Regions from separate parts of the Lactuca sativa genome. Here region 2 is linked to region 1. A link is a contact called in public Hi-C data. All regions are on one chromosome and are shown on one strand. The core of a region is the stretch at or near the end of the contact, and the rest is flanking DNA. Distances in the headings are between cores, read along the strand shown.

Region 1 (6,908 bases), core at 1,517-4,016:
ATCCATAAAATCGGCAACTGTATTCATTTTGACCATTTTAACCTGTAAACTTGTCATCTCTCCTTCAAAGTTTACATTTTTGGCCCAAATTTTAAATTGGGAAATTTTCGATAAGTCCTAATATTTTAGGCCAGTTTATGGTTTAATGCCAATTTTTATTTTTTGAACAAAAAAGACATGATTATTTTATATTTTGCCAAAATTAACGAAACAATCCTAATTTTTTTCAACAGAATATGATAGATTATTGTATAAGATTAGATAACCAGGATTTTTCTGATCAAAAAATAAATGTTGAGATTAAACCATAAACTGACCCAAAATATTGGGATTTTATTGGAGATTTCCCATTTAAATTTTATTACAAATTTGGTCAAAAATTTACACTTTTGGCCGAGATTGCAAAATTTTGTTACAAATTCACCTTAAACTTAGGGTAAATTCGTAACAATGCACTCTAACTTCAAAAAAAAATTGTAAAAAACTAAGTTTAGGGTGAATTCATAACAAAAGTTTGCAATCTGGGCCGAAAGTGTAAATTTTTGACCAAATTTATAATAAATTTTAAAATCTAGGTCAAAAGTGTGAACTTTGAAAGAGGGATGACCTGTTTAACGGGTAAAAAGGTCAAAATGAATACAATTGTCAGTTTTAGAGACTTAATTGAATAAAAAAATACATATATAAGGACAAAAATCGATTATGAGGCCAAAATATAAGAATTCTTATGGAGATTTCCCTATTGCTATAAATTATAATTAGGTAGATTTTTTTTTCAAAGTATAATGTTATAATATGAAGAAATAAAAATAGGATGCAATAACAAACAAATCAATGAAAGTACATTTCCATTTCTTGTTTTACCTTCTTAGATCAAAGTTTTGATTCATAAGGGTAGCAAGTTTAGAATAATCTTTTTCAAGTAAAGCTGTTTTTCCTTCAAGAGCTAAGTTTGCCACTTCCTCCATTGACGATATTATAAACTTGTCTCCATCTAACCATCTTTTCCGAACTGTGCTATGCACCTAAAGTCATGAAAACTTTATTTTATAAACAAATTAATAGAAGTAATTTGCTATTTCTTGTATTTAACTATTTAAATACCTTTCCAGAATCACTTGGATTTTCAGCATAGATGAGATAAAGAGGTGGAAGAAGACTTGTATCCAACTCTGTGTAATTTCCATGCCCATATTTATCCATCTTCTCCTTATCAAAATCCTGCAAATAGATTTCATTATATTATTATACTTTAAAAACTATAAGAAAAACTATATTATTTATGTCAAATACCATGTATACAAGGCCTCCATAAACTTGAGCTACTCTGTCTTGTAAACCTGCAACAATTCCAAGTTCTTTTTCTGCATTGAGGATAAGTTGAGGTCTAATCTCCACTCCTATTTTGTCTCTGACATTGTAGAAGTCAAGAAGACAGCTAAAGGCAGCACATACAATGGCACTAGAACCAGATAACCCTGTCTGAGAGATGAAAAGGGTAAGATAGAATTTCCAAAATGATAACACGAGATTTGGGATCAAGGATCATTGGATATACAATGAAGAAGAGATAACAGAAATGGTTGAAACTTGAAAGATTTACCTGACGAGGGATGTTGGTTTCATATGAAATAGAAAAGTTGTTGTTGTGAAGATCGATCCCCTGTTCTTTGCAGTATTTGGTAAAGATTTTACAAGTTGCCATGAGGAGGCGTACACCTCCATAGTAACCTTCATTCTCCAATCGATTTGTCTGTAACACAAATGTGTGAGAATACGATTCTAGTTCTCAGTAGGAATTTCATTTCAGGAGTAAGAACAAAATATAGCAGATCGAATTGAATGATGTAAGTGTAACTACAGTTTAATGGCAGAAAACAGCCTACATTTTGACCTTTTGGATCAAGCAGAGTACCTTCCGAATTGAATACGGAATATGAAATTCGTTAAAATTCAACTTCTGAAATTCTATACTTGTAAAAAATAGATGAGAACTTTCATTGGATTTGACTCCTACAAGTTAAAATGCACCAACAGTATAATTTCGAGAAGCATCGATTCACTGTTCTCAATCTTAGCAACATTGAAGTACATCAAATCCGTCGTTTATATTCATCACCGAATCGAATTAAAATACAACAACACAGATCGAGAACCACAAAGTTCGAAAGTCCGAAAACGTAATTAACATGAAAAATGGCGAGTGAGATAGGGAAATGGATCGTAAAATAATAGATCAGGAATCAAAGGATAAACGATGCAATTAAGAAGAAGCGGAAAGCGAATTGAGGAGTACCAAGTGAGAGAGTGAAGTGAATTTAACGAGATCGTGAGTTGGGTGAGGGACGATGACGAGATCTGAAGATGGTTCCAAACGAACAGAAGCCCAAAAATTGGAGATGTTTAAGGAGATCGTACGTCCGTAATACACGTCGCTGGGATTACCGAGGAGTCCAATTCGAGCATACGCCTTGTGCTCGATTATCGCCGCCGATGGTGGTGGTGGTGCTCCATTTCCTTCCATTTTGATTTTTACTTCTTCTGTTTGTCAAAATCTTCGCACAATTTGAAGTGATTTTCAGTAGCGAAATTTGTTGAAATCAAAGATGTATCTATCTCAACGGATAGATGGATATACATGCATCTGTCATCCCCTCTCTCTCCGTCTGGAACCTACAAGGAGCCTACAAGGATTCTTGATTTCGTGACATAACCGTCGTAGTTTCGATATCGCCCACCATGCGTTCGCTTATTTTTCACTTTTTTTTTTTTGGAGTAAATTGCAAAATTGGTCATTTAGGTTTACCAAAAAAGTTATGGTCACACTTAGAATTGGTCTTTCGACTTAATTGGTCCTTCGACTTAATTGTATTTATCTTTCATCGGTTAAGTTGGTTACATGCTTATCATGTGAGGGTATATTTATTATTTTATAAGTTTTCTCAAATTATACTATTATTTATTGTTTTTATTAATCTCTCTCTCTCTCATCACCACCAACCTTTTGCCATCAACACCACCCTCAGAAGCCTTCACCAATCGTCTTCGCATTTACCCTCCTTCATATCTCTCTGCCTCAGAAAACCCACCTCTTAGTTCCACTTTTGAAACTCGTGAAACAAAACAGTCGTGATTCTTGATTTTATTTGGGATTTGGTTTCAAATATAAGAATGAATACATACTTGTAATCCGGAAAAGAACGAGGGAGATGGAGACGATGGCACACACATACTCTCTATCCTCAGACCTTAGCATAAGGGTGAGCAAAAACCGCACTGCAACTAAAATTAACCGCAAAAACCACATAAAAACCACAACCGCAATAAAAACCGATGGTGTAGTTTTCTGTTTTTCAAAAACCGCAAATTTGTGGTGCGGTGCGGTTATTAATTTTAAAAAACCGCAAAAAACCGCACCGCACCGCATATATTATACTCAACTTTTTTATTAATTATTTATATGTTAAATATAAAAAATAAGACAAGTTTGATGAATGAAAGTTGAATAAAATACTAGAAGACAAAAGTGTTGTTGTTGTTGTTGTTTTTTTTTTTTTTTTTTTTTTTTTTTTTTTTAACTTTGAAAAATGGTGAAACAATTTTAAGAAATTTATTGTTAATTACTATTGATTTGACGTTTTTAAGATATTAATTATTTGTGATTTAAGTTAATTGTCTTATACGTTATGGTTTTTTATTACACATAATATATTTGAACTCTTAAAACCGTTTGAGCTCTAAACTGTGGTTAAAAATCACACAAAATAACCGCACCAAATCCATGCGGTTAATAACCGCAACACAGAAAAAACAAAACCGCACTACAAAAATAACCGCCTAACCGCTCCAAACGGTTTTGAAAATTGATTAACCGCATTTGCGGTTAGTGGTGATGTTTTGGCTAATAACCGCACCGCACCGCGCTCACCCCTACCTCAGCATATCTCCACCCTTCATCTTCGATAAGCCTATTCATCTTTGGAAGCTTCACCATCCATTAATTACATCGTTGTCTTCGTTTGAAGACTAACACTAGGTCGTCAAATTTCATCAATATCTCTCTCTTTTGATTGCCTTCAAGGCTTCCACCCGAATCTCAATTGCAACCATTTTCTTATCAACAAGCTCTGCAACTCCACAGTGGCGAGTCTAGAACGTAAAATCATGTGGTTCACTATTTAAGTGAAACCGAAAAAAATGGTAAAAAAAATACTAGTTGCAAGTTCGGGTCGGGTTGTATAACCAAAAAAGAAATTTCAAGTATTTATAATTGTATTAAATGAGGTCTTGTATCTTGATATTAGTTGTGGGGTCAGGGCCGACGGACGGCGAGGAATTTTCGATTTGTGTAATTGTGTATCACGGTATCAACGTATACCTTGAAGCAGGAGAAGAACGACGTGTTGAGAACAAATTTTTTTTATTGTTTGTTTTTTTTTCTTTTTTCTTGTATTTATCTTATTATCTTTAACTTGTATTGGAATATTTTTTTTATTGGATTATACCTTAAATGACTTCGGTGCCTATTAAAACATAAAATGTGAGCTTTTGAAATTTTGATTTATATATATTTTGTTGCCAAAAACATTTAGGTGGTTCACTCGAAGTTTTTAAGATGAGTCACAATTTATAATTATTTATAATCTCTTATAAAAGATGGGAAAAAAGGTGGGTCAAGTGACCCACCTTCTATACACATAGACTCGCCAATGACTCCACCTGCCTTTCTAGTTCCACCTCCATATGGGGTTTCTAGATATTATGGTTGTTGTAGGAGATGAACACAGTGATACCGATATATATTCAATTTTTAGATCCACAAATTTACCCTCACCGAAGATAGGATTTGGTGATTTATATCTTCTATTTGGGGATCTACTTACTCTCCTTCCGTTCTTCTCTTTGGTACGATGAAATCATCAACATAATCAACAAGCATAACCCTTAAACTATCGTCACCACCGTTACGATTATCATCAACTTAAATAGGAAAACTTAACCCTAAACCAAAGTCTATCTCCAAGTTATTCGCATCCAGCTCCAAATCGACATTCCAATCGACATATATTGTAAATGGAGATTAACGATTTAAAGCAAGAAATCATCACATAGAGAGTTCAAGTGTTGGGTGGTGGCCTATCTTTGTCTTCTCTATCACCATAAAGACTATCATCGACCACCATACCTAAAAATCCTACACTTGTCATCATCCCAACCATACCCCACCACTATTATCCTTTTTCATAGTCGGATATCACCACCTTCATGTACAAAAAGAACCAACATCACCATCCCTATACTAGACCTTCTATCCAGATTTTAGGGAGAGAGAGGTAAGGGATGCAAACATAGAAAAGGATGGAGGTAGAGACGGAGAGGATATAGATGGACTAGGAAATAAATAAATAAATAAATAAAATAACTAAAAAGACGAAATGCCCCTAACTTTTAACGAGACCTTAGACTTAACATATGTTTTAGATGGCCATTTAAGTCAAGGAACCAATTCTACATCAAAGTTTAAGTTTTGGACCATCCGTACGTGAAAAAAAATTGGCTTGAAACTGCACTTTTTGGTAAACCACAGGGGCCAATTTTGCAATTTACTATTTTTTTCTTTGAGAATTCCATATATACCCTTCCTAAATATACAAATATAATATTTGTTCAACCAAATTTTTTAAGACTTATGGTGTTTTTGTTAGGTGCATTTTATGATGAGTTTTGATACAAAATATAATTAGTTTTTCACAAAAAAACGCAATGGAAGCTTTTAAATAACAAGTTTATTTTTGAGTTTATAACAAAACCAAACAATCTAGGATCCATTATAGAGGTTAGAATGATATTAAAGAAATAACCAAAGAGTGTTTTATAATGACAACCTTTGAAGCCATTTGAGAACACTTGAATTTGTGGTGTTGATGAAGATAGACAACTCAAAAAGTATGATTTTCTATACAAGTATCCACCATCAAGATTAAGACACTTAGAATGCTATTTTCTTCTTATATTCTTGAGTGTCTCAATCCTTTAAGTACTTAACTCAAATAAGTACTAAATTATTGGTAGCCTTTTAGAACCATGGGGAGCAAAGGAGAGAGGTTGACAAGCAACCTCCCATACTCTAAGAACTTTCAGCCATGTCCTCCAAGAGGACAAAAAATATGTAGCTATTTTATTAACCATGGTATGTTAACTTATTAACTTGATCATGGTTGACCAAAGCGTCCAATACTTTGTACATGACTTATTAAGTCATATTATATGATATAGTAACTAGTTATACTCTTTGTTAATTGTTATTTTCACAAACCAATAAGTATTCTCCAATTAAATACAAGAATTGATATTATTTATTAATAATCATATTGATAATAAATATACAAAATGTGCCAACTTGATAAATGTGTGACCCTATAGGATCATATGTTATTAGAAATATCACTCAATAATGATTCTTGGGCATTTAAATTCAGCATTTTATGCTCCTATTTTGCACTTTTATTTCATATTATTGCATTTCATTTAGGCTTAAACTCATGCATTTTTCATGTTTTTTGGGACATTCATGATATTATTTCACTAGCTCACTTATGTGATATTTTAGGGACTTTTGGAGGTGAGATCTCGCTACGGGAGGTGATTAGACGATGCATACAATATTTCATGACCATCGGAGTATCAAGGAGGAAGCTATGGAAAATTTGAAGAATGTAGCCATCCAGGGACTTCCACGACCGTGGAAATTAAAGCACGACTTTCCACAGGCCGTGTATTTGAATTCATACCATCAATGTAATTTGAAGCTTTGATCAGTTTGAGCATTCTACTTTGTTGATTTTCCACGGGTCATGTTTTCTCTAATAAAAAGTTTCACGAGCCATGGAAAAGTAGACGTGTGTTTA
Region 2 (6,908 bases), core at 1,247-3,746, 400 kb after region 1:
TTAAAAACATTAAAATTAAAAAAAATAAATAAATAATAAAAAAAAAAAACAAAAATAAATAGGGTGGGGGCTTACCACTTGTCACATAAGTCACACCATCTTATAGTGTAGTGTTCGACGACCTCATGTAGTGTCATATCACCTCACCATCGAACCTAAGAAGGGATGCTATAATAGGACATTGTTTTTTCTTTAAATAAATACTTAATTTACTTCTTATTACTTAAGAAAAAACCATATTACCTCACCATCGAACCTAAGAAGGGATGTTATAATAGGACATTGTCTTTTTTTTAAATAAATATTTAACTTACTTCTTATTACTTCAGAAAAAAATGTGACAGATATACATCTCTTACGTTCGATTCTTGTTATCAATGGTCATCTGGTATATCAAGAACGAGCCCCTCTGTGGTATATGTGGCCACTAACCATTATAGTGCACATCATTCCACTACTTAGTGGTAACTAGTGGTAGTGGTGGATTGTGGTGCACATAACGGAAGCCAACGTCCAATATTTTTATTTCTCTCTCTATCTCTCTTTAACTTTCTTTATCTCTCTCTACAATATATATATATATATATATATATATATATATATATATATATATATATATATATATATTATATTATTTAAAAATTAAAAAATAAGAGGGTTATAGTTAGGGATGAGCAACGGGCAAGACTCGGACCGGACCAGCCCAAAGATCGAAAACCCGAAGACCGAAAATCGTGAATTACCTTACCCAAAAACCGGACCGTTTTTGTGTGTATCGGGTCCGGGTTCGGTCCGATCTGGTTCCAAGTATTAAACCGGCTTTCGGGTTTTGGACCGAATTTGACCGTTTTTTTTGTAACGGTGGAATGCGATGGAGAGTTGGAGGGCCAAACCCAAAAAATAATTGTCACTGCCGTGAACTATGGAAGAGCCGCACAAAGGTTTTTTTTTAGTTGTCGCTCGTATGGACGAGCCTCACAATTTCTAAAAACACTAATAGTAAATAAATGTTCATGTTTTTTAGAAAAAAAAAATCAAATTCTCTATACTAATAAAAGAGTAGTCCTTTTGCCAAGTGTCATAATATTAGAACTTCTAATTAATATGATGCCACTTGTCATTCTATTAATTCTTCATTTTAAATTCATTAAAACTCCTAATTAATGTGACGTTATTTGTCAATCTATTTATTCTTTATTTTAAATTTTAAATTTTATATTATTGTTTTCATTAGTTCACAAATAAAAAGAGTCTAATATATATGATAAATTAATTACACATATTTATTTGAATCAATAATTATAATTTTACATAACTAATAAAAAAATCTCTTAATTAATAATGTATTTAAAATTTTATATAAATAATTGATTAATAATTTTGAATTAACCGTGGTTTCCACAGGTTATAAACTAGTAAATAATACTACGATAGATACATTACAGAATATTCAATTTGGTGAGACATGTGGTACTTAATTTTAATACGCAATCACATTAGATACATTCTTTTTTGTAGAAATAATTTATATTTCAATAAAAGCTTTATAGCATTAACTAATAAGTCAATATTATTATTTATATATTCTAAAATATCTACAAAAGGAATTAAGGTGAAAAAGTTTTCCGGTCCGGTCCGGGTTAAATCCCGTATTCCGGGTACGGTCCGGTCCAAACCCGAAGTCCGAATAGTGGTAAAAACAAAACTCGAAAACCGGCCCACTAATCTGAATATCCGGTCCGGTCCCGATTTTTTTCCGGTCCGGTCCGGTCCAACGGGTCATATGCTCATCCCTAGTTATAGTTGTGGGTATACCAACCTTTTAGTGGTTGTGTGTGGTAATGATACGACATTCACCATTAAAGTGGTTAGTGGTGGGTATAACAGATGGTGTTATATATATGTTTATTGTGTAATTATATGTATACATATATTCACCTATTCCCGTTAAATATAACCAAAACAAATGCATAGTTCAATGGTTAATACATATGGGGGTATGCATCCAATATCGTCCAAAGTAAGAAAACATCCATCCTCCATATCTTTATAAAATAATTTATCATCTTTCAGTAGCGTTACACGGGATTCCAATTGGGTACAGGTTTAAACCGAGAAATCAAACCGATGGACTTTGATTTGGGTTCGCTTCAATTTTAAATTATTTGAAAAGAAATTATTTAAAAACTGATGTTGATTTTAATTTGGTTTTACATCGAAACCGACCCAAACCGATTCATACGTGCGCCTAAATTTTACCAAACAATTTTATATAAAATAAAAATTAGATAAGATATTGAAATTTTCAGCTACCTTTTTTTTTTGGAAGATACCTTATCATATCACTTTCTCCATGAGGAAAAAAAAAAATTAAAAATCTTTCTTCTTTAATTACCTTTATTTAATCTCCAAAAAGAAACAAGAGTGTTTGACGGGCTAATCTTTCATTTTTATTGGTCAACACACAGTCTGGATCTATATAGCATATACTCATATACGTACTATATATACACACATTCTGTATCTATTTTTCTCTATAGTAAACAACCATTGATTAGAGCAAACGGCTATAATTTAGAGGCTCGAATTGAAAGCATTATCGTAGCACGAGCCCCTGAAATTTTGGTCGGATTTTCAGGACACTTCACTTCGTTATTATACTAACCACAACACTTTCCACTAATCCACTTTTTCAATTCAAAATTTCGCATATGTGCCCACAAACGCAGGCATTTGATCAGGTTTTCTGCTGATTTCTACAGCAAAAGAGAAGAAAGAATTAGCCCTCTTAGAGGGCTCAAATCAACTTTTCCTAATCCTCCGATTGTTTGATTTGAGCCCTCGTAATGCCTGATGGTTATTCATCTTCCAATAAGAAGACGGATGACCATTGGGACAACGTCTGTAGTCAGGTTTGTTTAATCTTCGTCGATTTCATCTCAATTTGTTTCGATTTTGGGGGTTTTGATTGATTTGTTAATTGGGATTTTCAGGAGGTAAGCAGAATGGATCGAATTCGTTGCATGATGCAAACCCTGGATCTACGGACGCTTCTTGTATTATTTATAGTGATACCAGTTGGTTTCGTGGGTATTTACTTCCATGGACAAAAAGTAACCTACTTTTTGAGACCTTTATGGCAATCTCCTCCAAAACCTTTCGTTCACATTCCTCATTACTATCATGAAAACATTTCAATAGCGTCGCTCTGCAAACTCCATGGTTGGGAAGTCCGTGATTACCCCCGGAAAGTATACGACGCTGTTCTCTTCAACAACGAGGTCGACATGCTTAAAATCAGATGGAAAGAACTCCACCCTTACATCACTCAATTTGTTCTTCTCGAAACGAATTCCACCTTCACAAGCATCCCGAAACCCCACTATTTCGCCATCAATCGAGAAAAATTCGATTTCATTGAAACTAGATTAACCTACGGGACAATCGGCGGACGATTTAGAAAGGGGGAAAATCCGTTTATCGAAGAAGCTTATCAACGAGTGGCACTCGATCATCTTCTCAGAATCGCCGGAATTGAAGATGGTGATTTGTTGATAATGTCGGACGTCGATGAAATCCCGAGTGCTCATACCATCGATCTTTTGCGATGGTGCGACGGACCTCCGCCGGTGATTCATCTGAACTTGAACAATTACTTGTATTCCTTCGAATTCAACGTCGATCATGACAGCTGGAGGGCCTCCGTTCACCAATATCAAAAGGGGAAAACGAGATACGTTCATTACAGACAAACAGACTTCTTGTTAGCGGATTCAGGGTGGCATTGTAGCTTTTGCTTCAGAAAAATCAGTGATTTTGTGTTCAAGATGAAAGCGTATAGCCATACAGATCGAGTGAGATTTTCGCACTTTCTTGATCCGAGAAGAATTCAGAATGTGATTTGCAATGGGGATGACTTGTACGATATGCTTCCTGAGGAGTACACTTTCAGGGATATTATCTCAAAAATGGGTCGGATCCCTCATTCTTATTCGGGTGTTCACCTTCCTTCTTATCTATTGAATCATGCCGATAAGTACAAGTATCTTTTGCCTGGGAATTGTGTTCGTGAAGCTGTTTCAGGATAATATTAGTGTATTTTTTTTCTAGATTTAAGGGTTTTAATGATACATAGTCTTTTTTTTTTTAAACCATTTGGGGAGATTTAGTTGTATATTTTTTCCCCGCTTTCCGGTATTGTTTCATCAGAACGCAAAGACGTTATATAATATTTGATTTGTAGATCGAATTATTGTTTCAATAGCATCAATATCTTTTGCTCATAAAGGGTTTGTTAGCATTTGAGATTTACAATTGATATATATATATATATATATATATATATATATATATATATATATATATATATATATATATATATATATATATATATATAAAGTGAATATACCTAACAACCTTATATAAGCTTAGGTACCTAACCACATCATACTATGTAATTTTGTATTATATATACATTGTAATCACCCAAAGTTCTTAAAAATTCAACATCGTACCTTTATTGCTTTCAAAATCTTTGGACTTTTACCATTATTTTCCTTCAAATGACGTCTTTCTATCGGAGACCCTCTGGTGGGCTTCATATACTACCGTTACAAATCAAATAAATATATATATATATATATATATATATATATATATATATATATATATATATATATATATATATATATATATATATATCGGTTTCTTATGTCATTGTTCGTTGTGTAGCAGACTGTTGTGTTATCTGTATTTGAAACTCAGGTTTCATATGCTTTAAAGTGTTGTACCTTATGTAGTCGAAATGGTAATGTTATTTTGGATAATTGTTGTGTACTTGATTTATTTATGTCATTGTTAGTAATCTAGCATATTGTTGTGTATTTGAAACTCAGGGTTTCATATGCTTTAAGGTGTTGTATTTTATGTAGTCGAAAGATTGTTGTGTATCTGAAACTCAGGTTTCATATGCTTTAAGGTGTTGTACTTTATGTAGTCGAAAGATTGTTATGTATCTGAAACTCAGGTTTCATATGCTTTAAGGTGTTGTACTTTATGTAGTCGAAATAGTAATTTTATTTTGGATAATTGTTGTGTATTTGATTTATTTATATTATTGTTCGTAATTAGCAGATTGTTGTGTATCTGATATGTATTTGAAACTCAGGTTTTATATGCTCTAAGGTGTTGTACCTTATGTAGTCGAAATGATAATGTTATTTTGGATAATTGTTGTGTACTTGATTTATTTATATCATTGTTTCTAATCTAGCAGATTATTGTGTATCTGATGTGTATCTAGAAATCAGGTTTCATATGCTTTAAGGTGTTATATCTAATGTAATCGAAATGGTAATGTTTTTTTTTTTGGATAATTGTTGTGTATTTGATTTATTTCATATATGATACTTTTGGGTAGGACAAAATGGGCGAACTAAGAAGGGATTAGGTTACTAGGATAGTAACATGTCTCGTATGCTTTCGGCTGTTGTAACCAATGCAGTGGAGGTGGTACATGATATTGAACAAAAATGTGTTGGTGTTACTTGTACCTTACAAGTTGTGGAATTTTTTTTCTGGATGAATTTTTAGTGGTATGCATGTTGTTTCAAGTCAACTTGTATGTGGGTGATGATTGAAAGCTATGTGTATAGATAATGATAAATAAAAGACCGGTTCTTTGTGGGATTTTCCAAATGGGTTTATGGAAAAAAGGGCACCTTTTCTATCTCATGGATGGTGGACTTAGGAAAGACTCAAAGAAGTCTTTTTTTTTTTTTTTTTTCTCACCACACAACTAATTTTTTGTCTGATTTCTGATTTTAATATTATTTAATACGGCTTTTAAATATGATGTGGATATAGCATCCAACATGCCTAGCATAAGTAAAAAAAACATTTGACCAAAACAAAACAAAGTTAAACATCTAAAAGCCAAACCTTAGATTTTATACACATCTGGTTTTAAATTTAGGAAAGAGTAAATTACACGAATGGTCCCTAAAGTTTGGGGTAATATGTACGTTTGGTCGCTAATTTATTTTTTTAACTTGGAAGGTCCCTACAGTTTGTTTTTGTTGCACGTTGGTCTCTGTCTTATTTAAAAAGACTATTTTGCCTTTGATTTTTTAATTTATTTAAATAAGATGGGGTAGATAAGATAAGGTAAGGTGATGTGGAAGTGGGGTTGGGGTGTGTTTATTTGAATAAATTAAAAAATTAAGGGCAAAATAGTCTTTTTAGATAAGACAGAGACCAGACGCGCAACAAAAACAAATAATAAGGACCTTCCAAGTTAAAAAAACAAGCTAAGAACCAAACGTACAAATTACCCCAAACCATAGGGACCATTCCTGTAATTTACTCTTTAGGAAACCTAGAAAACCAAACTAAAAGGCCACATGTTATACTAGGAAACCGGGCTATAATCCGGATGGGTTAAAGTATGATTGAACTTAGTGTAGAGCGGCCCAAAGAGAAATTATTGGTGGTCCAGCTATATTCCATTGTATGTGATGATATTTGCTCAATAATGAAAAGACAAAAGAATTGGAGTAAAACCTTGTCACCTTTCACTACCACATTCCTTTTGTATAAAACAAAGTAGTGAACGTGCTTATGAATTGAATTATCACTAAGGGTCAACTTCACTATTTAGCCACAGGCTATCTCATTTTGTTGTTTCAATTTTTAATCTTTGAATTGTATTTAATAGATTATTAAAGATTCCAATGTATTTTTAATTATATAATTGAGATCGATTTTAATCTATGGAAGCATGGTTTGGCATCAATAAATAACTTGTAATTGAAGGATTATCCGGTTTAGTTTTTTAATGTGGGGTCGACTTTGGAAATTTTTTTTAGACTATCTACATGATGCTGATATGTTTGTATATATGGACTTTT

The links. Hi-C and Micro-C count contacts between places; a contact is called where the count stands out from the background.
Region 2: a Hi-C map of leaf shows a contact between it and region 1, with 9 times the contacts expected there. The contact joins the promoter of LOC111884274 here to the promoter of LOC111909947 in region 1. A contact is called at or near these places in 2 of 4 Hi-C or Micro-C datasets (both in leaf).

The regions. Positions count from the first base shown.
Region 1 is chr3:179,302,999-179,309,906 of Lsat_Salinas_v11, forward strand. It overlaps LOC111909947 (glucuronokinase 1), which reads right to left and starts at 2,767. Exons shown (of 6, transcript XM_023905737.3): 1 at 2,297-2,767; 2 at 1,604-1,753; 3 at 1,294-1,482; 4 at 1,105-1,221; 5 at 865-1,025. The coding sequence starts at 2,524.
Region 2 is chr3:179,698,515-179,705,422 of Lsat_Salinas_v11, forward strand. It overlaps LOC111884274, which reads left to right and starts at 2,497. Exons shown (of 2, transcript XM_023880590.3): 1 at 2,497-2,912; 2 at 2,994-4,249. The coding sequence starts at 2,847. The coding sequence ends at 4,088.